Linked DNA regions of Mus musculus: regions 2 and 3 are each linked to region 1. The links are chromatin contacts, called in public Hi-C and HiChIP or PLAC-seq maps. All regions are on one chromosome and are shown on one strand. Each heading gives the region's core, a stretch centred on a gene start, on an enhancer-like site or on the middle of the called end of the contact. The rest is flanking DNA. Distances are from core to core; before and after follow the strand shown.

Region 1 (3,430 bases), core at 259-2,758:
GGTTCCCCAACATGTTGGATAAGTAAATCCCACATGTGTTTTGCAACGATGGTGGTCTCTGTGCTCTTTGTGGGTGAGGGTCTTTTAGCAAGCTATAACACCTCCTTCATGTCCTTTCTCTGTATAGCCCACTGAGTTTAATTAGTGCTATCTTTATGCGCATAGGTGTTCATGGTTTTTTGTTTTGACCGGAGTTACAGTGCTAGGCATGGATTCCCTCCTGTGAGGCAGGGCTCAGATCTAATCAGAAGGTGGTTGGCTGGCTAACCCCATAACTCATGCACTATTGACTCAGTGGGCGCATCTGGCCTGGCATTGGAATTATCACTCAGGGTAAGTCCACTGATGGCTTTTCTCCCCCAGTGACCTGCATGCCACCTCCTGACTCCATGAAAGCTGGGCAGCAGGTAAGAAGGTTTTAGATTAGTTTCAGCTTGAAAACAAGGAGTGTTGTCTTCACCAATATGTATGGTCTTACCATCTAGTTGTGGGAGACAACCAAAATAGCCTCACTTGTTTTTAGGTGGGCCCATAGCTGCCCTGACCAATAATGTAGGGATGATAGTATCCCAAACCCAGCACTGAGATTTTCATTTAATGACCCATATCTTTCATTTGAAAGCAATCAACCATACCTGATGCCGCCATTCAAACTTTTTTCTTCTTTTTTGTATGATTCATTTTTGTTTTGTGTTTTTAATTTTATGTGTTCAGGTGTTTTGCCTACTTATATGTCTGTACAATATGTTTGTGCACTTCATCTGAAGAGGGCATTTAATACCATTGAAATTAAATTCAGTCTGTACTTTTGACTGCTCAGCCATCTTTCTAGTTCTTGAATTTAGGGTTTTTTGTTTGTTTGCTTTTTTGTTTTTTGGACAGTGGGAAATGGCTAAAAATACTTAATTCCTATCTGACAGGGTTAATTTCTGCATATTTGGGGGAGAGGAAAAACAGAAAGGAGAGAGCTAGAGAGGGTTTGAAGGGGCTGGAGAAAGTGGGAGGGAAGGAGAAAAGGAAAGGAGAAAGAAGAAGAGGAAAGAGAGAGAGAGAGGTAGGAACCCTTTAATTCCTTTTAAGATGTATTTATTTATGTATGCCTACAAGACAGAAGAGGGCATCAGATCCTATTATAGGTGGTTGTGAGCCACCATGTGGTTGCTGGGAATCAATTCTCAGGACCTCTGAAAGAGCAGATAGTGCTCTTAACCATAGAGCCATCTTCTCCAGCCCCATAAAGATTATCTGGGCTCACTTTTTTTTTTCCTTTTCCTTCCTTTCCTTTCTTTTTTTTAAAAAAGAGAGACAAGGTTTGTCTGTGTATCCCTGGGTGTCCTGGAACTCACTTTGTAGAATAGGCTGGCCTTGAATTCAGAGATCTGCCTCGGCCTACCAAGTGCGGAAAGTAAAAGCGTAAGCCACCACCATCCACACGGTCCTCCTCATTCCTTAAACTACTCCCCAGGCAATCCGTCTAAATCACCGTTTCCGGTTACAGACCCGCCCACTTCGTGACGTAGAATCCCGGAGCCGCCCGGAAGCTCCACCACCTCCCCCCAGAGAAGTCGCGGCGAGAGCTATGGGTCCGGGCTGGTCGCCCGCGCGGCGTTTATGGCCGCTGCTGTGGCGCAGGGCGGTCTTCCAGAGAGCCGGCCCCGCAATGGCTTCGGTTCCCTGGCTTCCGCGGCTGGCAGAGCGATGGCTTCCCGCGAGGCCCGCGACCTGCCTGACCCCGAGCCTAACGCGCGGCCTGCACCATGGGCCTCAGCCCGAGGAGCGGACCGCTGGCGACGCTCGCCTGCAGCCCGGACCCGCAGGTACGCGGGCAGGACACCTGGTGGCCCGGCCTGACCCAGGCGGCCCTGGGCTTTCCTGTGCGCTTCGGGGGCAAGAGAAATAGCCATTCGCGCAGACGCAGAGCTGGAAGGGATTTGGGAGGTGGTCGGCACCAACTTTGCTTTGCGTACCCGAGAGTCCTAGAGGGAGGCTAAGGTAGCGTGTTGTCGTCAAAATTCCAGTCATAGAGCGGGCAACATCCGGCTCTTGGCTTCACAGCCCAGGATCCACCCCGTCTCACGATCTGCCCAGGGTCGTAGCAGGTGGACTGGTTGGTCTTAGTAGCACTAGTCCTAGCAGCCTCGTTTCTTCATATCTGTTGAAGGCTGTGGACCAGGTATTGTCTTGAGAACCCGCCTACCATACAGTATAGTTAAGTAACCTTTTTAATCTGCGATTCGATTTAACGTGTGCCCTAGGATATTGTCCTCTCCCTCAAATCATGCCGCTGGTTGTTGTGTAGCATCTCTGCATTTGTGGAGTGTTGTTCCTTTCAGTACTAGTAAATAGAAAGACATTTGCTTCTGCTTCCGTTTGGTAATCGCAGTATCCAGTGTCCGTAATCTGAACCTTCTACCTAGGAAAGCTGAGCAGTGCTTTAGGGAACTGTTGTCCGGGTTCAGTTTTAAGCTGGTTTTTGGTTGGTTGGTTTAGTTTGTCTTGAATGGAGATGGTATTAGGGGTTGGACCCAGGGCCACGTACATGCCACCACTGAAGCACACCTTCAGTCTTTTAGTTTAAAAATAAAAAATCTTTAGACCTTGTCTTTCTGAGTTGCTCAGCCTAACATTGAACCTGGGATCCTCCTGCCTAGTGTTCACCAAAGCATTTTAGATATAAATACACTTGTAGGGGGAGCAGTTCCACTGTCTCCAGGAGACTTCGTGTCAGTCTGCTTCTGTAGACAAATGTAGGTCTGTATTCTCCTCAGCCATCTGACACAAGCGTTTCTGCATTTTCAGATCACATTGGTGCCAAGTTTGACATCGATATGCTGGTTTCACTTCTGAGGCAAGAAAATGCAAGAGACATTTGTGTGATCCAGGTTCCTCCAGAAATGAGATACACAGACTACTTTGTGATTGGGAGTGGGACTTCCACCCGACACTTACACGCTATGGTCCACTACCTTGTGAAGATGGTAGGATGCTCTCCTTTGTTGTGAACCTTTACCTAGAGAGTGACACACAGAGGCTGCAGAGGAAGCCCACTTTCTAGAATTCCCAAGAGTGATTTTTATGGTTTCTCAGAGTAAAATATTTGGGAGCAAATACTTAGCTCTGTCGAGCCCAGATAATTTCTAATTCGTGTCTTTTGTGACAAGGAAAATTAATAACATGAAACAAGCCAGAAGACACTAGGAGTCTGTTCTAGAGTAGCACCTATGTGATAGCCTCTAGCTAGTGAAAGGCTTTAAAAATTATTTAAAAGATTTGGAGGTTTATTTTTATTTTTTATTTCATGTGTATGTCTAGTGTCCACAAAAGTCAGAGGAAAGCATGTCGTCTTCCTAGAAATGGAGTTCAAGGGCGCTGTGAGCTGCCGTGTAGTTGTTGGGAATTGAGCCCATGCTATTAACCTCTGAGTCAACTC
Region 2 (3,430 bases), core at 417-2,916, 110 kb after region 1:
TATAATAATATTTTAATGGAGGCTAAGGGGGCCTATAATGCCATCCCCTTGGAAGGCTGAGGCAAGAGAATTACAAATTCATCACACCTAATTACTTAATGAGAACTTTTCTCAAAATAAAAAGTAGAGCGAGAACTGGAGATAAAGCTCAGTAGTTAAACACTTGCTCAGCATGCTCTCTGCTCTGCACACACACACACACACACACACACACACACACACGCACACACACACACATGCACACACACACATGCACACACACACATGCACACACACGCACACATGCACACACGCGCACACATGCACACACGCATACACATGCACACACACACACGCGCACACACATACACACACACATGCACACACACACACACAAACAGGGCCTTGGAAATGGTGCTGTGAAAGCCCAGAACCACCCAGACTCCTGAGGCAGTGGGCGCATCCCATTTCAACATGAATATGGGAGGCAGACACAGGAAAATCACCCATGCATTTGGAGGACAGCTAACCTGAAATACACAGCCCAGCAGAAAGTCTAAAAGAGCAAGATGGAAGGAGGGGAGCCCACTCCTAAAAGTTACCTCTGACTCCCACACTTACTGTGGCACATACTCCACACACACACATGCAAACTAAGAAGATTTTGAAAATGATGCTTCTTATGACATCAAGCTAACCTCGCAACATGGACAATCACTGTGATTACAAGTGAAGCCCACACCTTCAAGCTCACTGTCTTGGTTTGCTTTCTAATGCCTGATAAAACACTGGTGGAAAACAACTTGGGAAGGAGTCTTACTCATCCAAATCACAATCCACCAAGACAGGAAGCCAAGACGAGAACTCGAGAAGAACAGGAACCTAGAGGCAGGGACTGAGCAGAGGCAGTAAAGGAATGCTGTGTGCTGGTTTCTCATAGCTTGCTCTAACCCTAACTCTAACCCTATTTATACATCTCAGGACCACCTGCAGAATGGCACCGTATTTGTTAGGGTTTTACTGCTGTGAACAGACACCATGACCAAGGCAAGTCTTACAAAAAACAACATTTAATTGGGGCTGGCTTACAGGTTCAGAGGTTCAGTCCATTATCATCAAGGTAGGAGCATGGCAGCATCCAGGCAGGCATGGCACAGGCAGAGCTGAGAGTTCTACATCTTTATCCAAAGGCTGCTAGTTGAAGACTGACTTCCAGGCAACTGGGGTGAGAGTCTTAAGCCCACACCCACAGTGATACACCTAATCCAACCAGGTCACACCTATTCCAACAAGGCCACACCTCCAAATGGTGCCACTCCCTGGTCCAAGAATATACAAACCATTACAGGGAGCCTGACACTACAGTGGGCTGGTACCTCCCACATCAATCATTAATTAAGGAAATGACCCACAAGCCAATCTGAGGGAGGCATTTTCTCAATTGAAGATCCCTCTTCTCAGATGACCCTAGAGTGTGTCAAGTTGAAATCAAGCAAAAAAATTTAACCAGCACATCCATAAGGGCACAGTTCTCAAAAAGAAATGTCTGGTGTCCTTTACAATACTGATATGATTGGCTCAAATGCCCAGAACTGGGAGAGGGCTTCTAGCACCGAAATCCAAGGCTGTCCTAGCCGTCCTTCACACAGACCTTGTCCTCAGGAGGAAATCCAGGCACATCTGCCTGCCTGCCCGCCCTCCCTCCAGCTTCTCCTCTAACAGACAGCAAGCGTTTAAAATGGCCATTTCCTCACTGCTAAGTGCCCTTTGCCCTTTCTTTTTAAAGCTTCCCAATTAGAAAAAGGATCATAAACTAAATCTGTAATTAACAATCTGTACAGGACATTAAACTTTAGTAGGCTGGGCTTTAGACCTTAACACCTTGTAAAAATGGTAAAATAAGTGTTTTGGAAAGGGATACGATTTTAAGAACGTGTTAAATGGCCACTTGGTAAAATGACTGGCTTGCAAGAAATGAGGCCAAAATGAAAGCTATCAACCCTGCTGTCTATGGGGGTGTGGGGCAGCACAGCAGGACACCAGCATGCTCCTGACCAGTCGTGGGCCACAGGGCATTTGTATTTTCAAACACTTTTCTGGAGCTGAAATCATGCCTAAGTGGAAGTTTAAAATCATTTTCCCAAGAACCCTTGTATCACATGCACCTGCTTAAAACGGAGTCTACTGCTAAGTAAAACTCAAACACATCTTAAATTTAAGAATACAGTCTCAGAGAAAGCTGGCGAGATGGCTCAGTGGAGAGAACTGGTTGCTTATAGAGAACCCAAGCTCAATTCCCAGTACCCACATGATAGTTCACAACCATCTGTGACTCCAGCTCCAGGCAAGGCGACGCCCTCTGCTGGCCACTGTAAGCAATACATACACATGGTGCACAGACATAAACGCATGTGAAACATACATCCAAATCAAACAAAAATACAGTCTGTGAGTCAAGCTTTCGATGCTAAATCTCCTCTGTAGCGACTAACATCATTGGAATTGTCATTTAACCTATGCTTTTAGGTACAGATCTTGGGTCATTTTTAAATATAAAGAAACTTTCTTTTAAATCATCATAGCTGAATTTTACAAGGAAAAAACTGTCTCAGTATATATTCCAAGAGCATATGAATTCAGATGTTGTTACAAAACTGAACAAAACATGGGGCAAATTTTGATTTACTTACAGCAGGCAATCAACACATCTTCAAATTCTTTTTTTTTTTTAAAGATTTATTTATTTATTATATGTAAGTACACTGTAGCTGTCTTCAAACACTCCAGAAGAGGGAGTCAGATCTTGTTACAGATGGTTGTGAGCCACCATGTGGTTGCTGGGATTTGAACTCTGGACCTTCGGAAGAGCAGTCGGGTGCTCTTACCCACTGAGCCATCTCACCAGCCCCCTTTTTTTTTTTTTTTTTTTTTTTTTTTTTTTTTTTTTACATCTTCAAATTCTAATGATTCTAATCAGTCTGTGGAACCCAGGAAGGAAGCTCCCTTCTTTTCCATAAGCTGCAAATTATCTAATCAGTCAGAAAAGCCCAGTGGAACTATTTAAAGTTACCACCAGTTATGACAATGCCTACAGATATGTCAGTGTTCTTCTCTGTCACAGAAATCTGCCTTCCTAATTGGATAAAATTACTTAGTAAAATGTCTCTCTTTCAAAGTTTTAAGGTCAAGTTTTCCTCTCTCCCTGGTACCTGGACATAATCACCAGTGGCTGGATGAACAGATAACCTGGCCGGGTGTGGTGGCTCACACCTTTAATCCCAGCACTCGGGAGGCAGAGGCAGGCGGATTTCTGAGTTCGAGGCCAGCCTGGTCTACAAAGTGAGTTCCAGGACAGCCAGGGCTATACAAAGAAACCCTGTCTCGAAAAACAAAACAAAACAAAAACAAAAACAAACAAACAAACCCAGATAACCTGAAAGGAAAGGAGCCA
Region 3 (3,430 bases), core at 369-2,868, 73 kb after region 1:
TCAAGTGTCACAGCCTCGTCTCTCATCCACTCCCCACTGAATCCCCACTAACTATCCTTCACCTAGAGCACACTGTAGAGCTCTTTGGCTCTGGAATGCAGTCCATTACCTCATTTCAGCTAACCACTCTACTGTGTTCAGGACTGATGTCATCAGGGTTGATGTCATTAGCACCTGCAGGCGTGACTGGTACCGTATAAAAAGAGGGACATTTAGACAAAGGCATATAGCACAACTGCAAAGACAGCCTGTAGTGGGTGCAGTGATGCTAAGAAATACTAAGACTGCTGGCAGCTCCAGGTTCACACCACGTGTGCCATCACTTGGGGTTGCTATGTCCAGAATTCTGAGAGAACAAATGTATTGCTTAAAGCCTCTTGCCTTGTAGGCACAACCATAATCCCCATAATCTGCCAGGATTGACCTTGAACTTAGTGGGGGGGGGGGGGGGGGCCTTGTCTGAGCAAAATCCAACAGGCCACTCAGCATGTCTGAGTAAGAGTCCTTGCGTCCATGCTGTCTGGAACAAGTTGCTCAGATAGTCACACTTGAAGGCTTAAAGGCAGGAGAGACTCTCCACTCATCTCTACACACAGAATTAGGCAAACACATTATCCCACTTACTTATCCATCTATCTGCCCTGTAGACACTAGCCATGCCCTCAAGATGTATGATAGGCTTCAAAGAGGAGACAACAGAGAGGCCCTGGGTTCCTTCTCAGCACCCACATGGTGACTCACAACTGTGTGTAACTTCAGTTCTAAGGCTCCAACACCACCTCTGACCTGTTGACACGGTGCACACACATGTGGACCACAGATATACCTGAAGGCCAAACGCCCCCACACATAAATTACAAAGGAATAAACACAATCAAAGGAGGTCACAGGGAGAGGGGGAAAGATTAGGATTATTCCCTAAAATACAAAATAAGTGGTCTCAAGTCCAGATGACTACACAGAGCAGACACTGCTTCATGGACAAGTAGTTCTCTCAAGATCCTGGGCTCTTGGTTCAACAGTGACGAGGACACTCTGCAAGAGAAGCAGGCAATCTTAACTGCTAAGCTACCTCTCCAGACTTGCAGTGACAGTCTCCCAGCGGTCTGTGAGAGGCAAGGAAGTAGCTTTACAACAAACACACTACCCACACTGCTTCTCCCAGGGCACCAGGATTGCTATGCAGTGGCAAGTTGTGCTGACAGCAGTGTACACTCGATAGACTGACAGTGACATCTCCTCTCAAATGTATAAGCTCAGACTAACCAGGAGAGAAACCTCAGCTAACCCCAACTAAGACTGTCTACGAAATATTTACTACTGCTAAAACCATCAAGGTCATCAAAAACAATGAGGCAAGAAACTGCCACAACAGCAGGGAGTGGAGGAGAACCCACAACTGCATGTTGGGCAGGTCCTGCACAGGATCCTGGAGCAGTCGCAGGAAGAATGAAGGATATAATCTTTATCAAGCATCAACTTTAGGTTAGTATAAAGGTGAATAACATTGGTTCATCGTGTGCCAGACACACCCCACTAAAGCATCCTGTTAGTGACAGGGGACTGGGTCTGCACTACTTGGGAATCCTCTCCACTAGTTTCCAGTTTCTCTGTAAATATCCAACCAGTCTGAAATGCAAAGTCCATTTCAAAAGAGGATTAAGGCGCCAGTACATGCTGCAATGTGCATAAGCCCTGAAGAAAAGAAAGGGAAAAGACTCAGTCACAAAATAGCACACACTGCATGTGTAGTCTATAAAATGTCTAGAACACAGAAACCTATAGAAATGGAAAGTGAACTTCCCAGAGTTGGGGAGAAAAGGAAGGAGGAAGTGAGTACTCACTGGGAAGGGTGGCTCTTAAGGGTAATCAAACGTTCTAAAGCTAGATAACGGTGCTCTACCGCAACTTAGTGGACACACTAAGAGTCACTGAATTGTGTGCTTTCAAAGGAGACTGGGGGACCAGCAGGATGCCTCAGAGAGAACTTGCCACTGAGGCCTACTGTCTTGTGTTCAACCATGTATGTTCTGATCTCCATGTGTATCTCTCTCTCTCTCTCTCTTTCAATCTCTCTCTCTCACACACACACACACACACACACACACTATATACAATGAGTAATGAAAAACTTAGGTGACTTTTATGGTATATGAATTTTTTTGTTTTTGTTTTTTTTGTTTTTCGAGACAGGGTTTCTCTGTATAGCCCTGGCTGTCCTGGAACTCACTTTGTAGACCAGGCTGGCCTCGAACTCAGAAATCCACCTGCCTCTGCCTCTCTGCCTCTCTCTCTGCCCCTCTGCCCCTCTGCCCCTCTGCCTCTGCCTCCCGAGTGCTGGGATTAAAGGCGTGTGCCACTACTGCCCAGTATATGAATTTCTTAATAAAGCTGTCATCAACACAAAACGAAATACAGCAAAATTAGAAAAGCTAATGTTAAAATACCAAACACACATGTGGGATGCTTTTCATTATTGTTCTAACTACACAACCTGACCTCTGTGATGCGCACAGCACACAGTCACCCAGAGCTCACCAGTTAGTCTGGATGAGCTGGCCGGTAAACCCAGGGATCCCCGTGTCTGCTCTCCCAGTGCTGAGATTACAAGTGTGCACAACACTTAGGAGCCACACCTACTTTGTGATGTGGGATCTAGGAATGAAACTCGGGTCCACGAGCTCACATGGAAGCACTTCCCACTGCAGTCCTCCTCAGGCCCTTGCAGACCTTTTGAATGAAACATTCTTGTCTGAACTTGTGATGTGTGACTCTAAGGAGGGCATCTGCCACCCTTCAGCCATAAAGCTCCTATGTGGGTTTTATTGAGGGTTCATGTCTGAAGAAGTTAACCATCACACTGTCCTGAGAGCCTTTCTAAAAGCCTTCTGCTTTGTGTGAGGTGATGGTGGTGGTTGTAATTGTTGTCATCGTCATCATCATTGAGACAAGAACTATATATAGTCTAGGGTCTGGACCTCATTATGCATCCCAGGCTACCTTCCTAAATACTCTTCCTATTTTGAGATGTCAGTATCTATCCATTCCCCCAGTGCTGCTTCTGCTGGGGTGTCACTACCCACATATGTACAGATTTCTGGTTTCCTTTGTGATTGGTGTCTCCTTGATCACCGAGAAGACATGTACTATTCCTGCCTTCTCTCCTCAGCCAGGTTATAAAAACCCTCCCTAGTTGTTCAGAGGCCCACATCTTTTTCATAGACATAAGTTCTTATCTATTGCTAGCTCAATCGACAAACCCTCAAACACTACACCTACACTGATAAGGGGGAAAAAGATTTTTCACAGCCTCTCAAGTTCTAGAATTAAAACATGTTCCCTTGACCATGAGACTTTGATTTATTACAACTAGCTGTTGGGTACTAACAGGGTATGCTTGCCTCGTGCCCATAAAGTACTTGCCACACAA

The links. Hi-C and Micro-C count contacts between places; a contact is called where the count stands out from the background. HiChIP or PLAC-seq counts read pairs in DNA pulled down with a chosen protein or histone mark.
Region 2: an H3K27ac HiChIP or PLAC-seq map of embryonic stem cells shows a contact between it and region 1, with 6 times the contacts expected there. The contact joins the enhancer-like site here to the promoter of Malsu1 in region 1. A contact is called at or near these places in 9 of 39 promoter capture datasets (cranial neural crest, embryonic stem cells, liver and 4 more), 1 of 15 datasets of contacts at CTCF or cohesin (pro-B cells), 25 of 484 Hi-C or Micro-C datasets (B cells, CD4 T cells, CD8 T cells and 8 more), 22 of 115 datasets of contacts at active chromatin or transcription factors (the 230-238 cell line, the HPC-7 cell line, the SCID.adh cell line and 10 more) and 3 of 9 other capture datasets (adipose tissue, embryonic stem cells and liver).
Region 3: a Hi-C map of rod photoreceptor shows a contact between it and region 1, with 2.2 times the contacts expected there. The contact joins the enhancer-like site here to the promoter of Malsu1 in region 1. A contact is called at or near these places in 3 of 39 promoter capture datasets (liver and macrophages), 2 of 15 datasets of contacts at CTCF or cohesin (CD8 T cells and pro-B cells), 16 of 484 Hi-C or Micro-C datasets (B cells, Th1 cells, brown adipocytes and 10 more), 11 of 115 datasets of contacts at active chromatin or transcription factors (the HPC-7 cell line, embryonic stem cells, epiblast stem cells and 3 more) and 3 of 9 other capture datasets (adipose tissue, embryonic stem cells and liver).

What each region holds. Positions count from the first base shown.
Region 1 is chr6:49,072,287-49,075,716 of GRCm38.p6, forward strand. Malsu1 (mitochondrial assembly of ribosomal large subunit 1) reads left to right here and starts at 1,509. Exons shown (of 4, transcript NM_029353.1): 1 at 1,509-1,817; 2 at 2,800-2,978. The coding sequence starts at 1,580.
Region 2 is chr6:49,185,170-49,188,599 of GRCm38.p6, forward strand. All of the region lies in intron 2 of Igf2bp3 (insulin-like growth factor 2 mRNA binding protein 3), which reads right to left. Among named protein-coding and RNA genes, the nearest start is that of D030074P21Rik, 26 kb to the right of the region's middle. Within about 2 kb of position 1,667, at least 2 of the 459 cell types and tissues checked have an H3K27ac peak or open chromatin away from gene starts, as enhancers often do. A contact at or near this core is called in embryonic stem cells, where this site is marked.
Region 3 is chr6:49,144,998-49,148,427 of GRCm38.p6, forward strand. All of the region lies in intron 3 of Igf2bp3 (insulin-like growth factor 2 mRNA binding protein 3), which reads right to left. Among named protein-coding and RNA genes, the nearest start is that of D030074P21Rik, 67 kb to the right of the region's middle. Within about 2 kb of position 1,619, at least 8 of the 459 cell types and tissues checked have an H3K27ac peak or open chromatin away from gene starts, as enhancers often do. A contact at or near this core is called in rod photoreceptor, where this site is marked.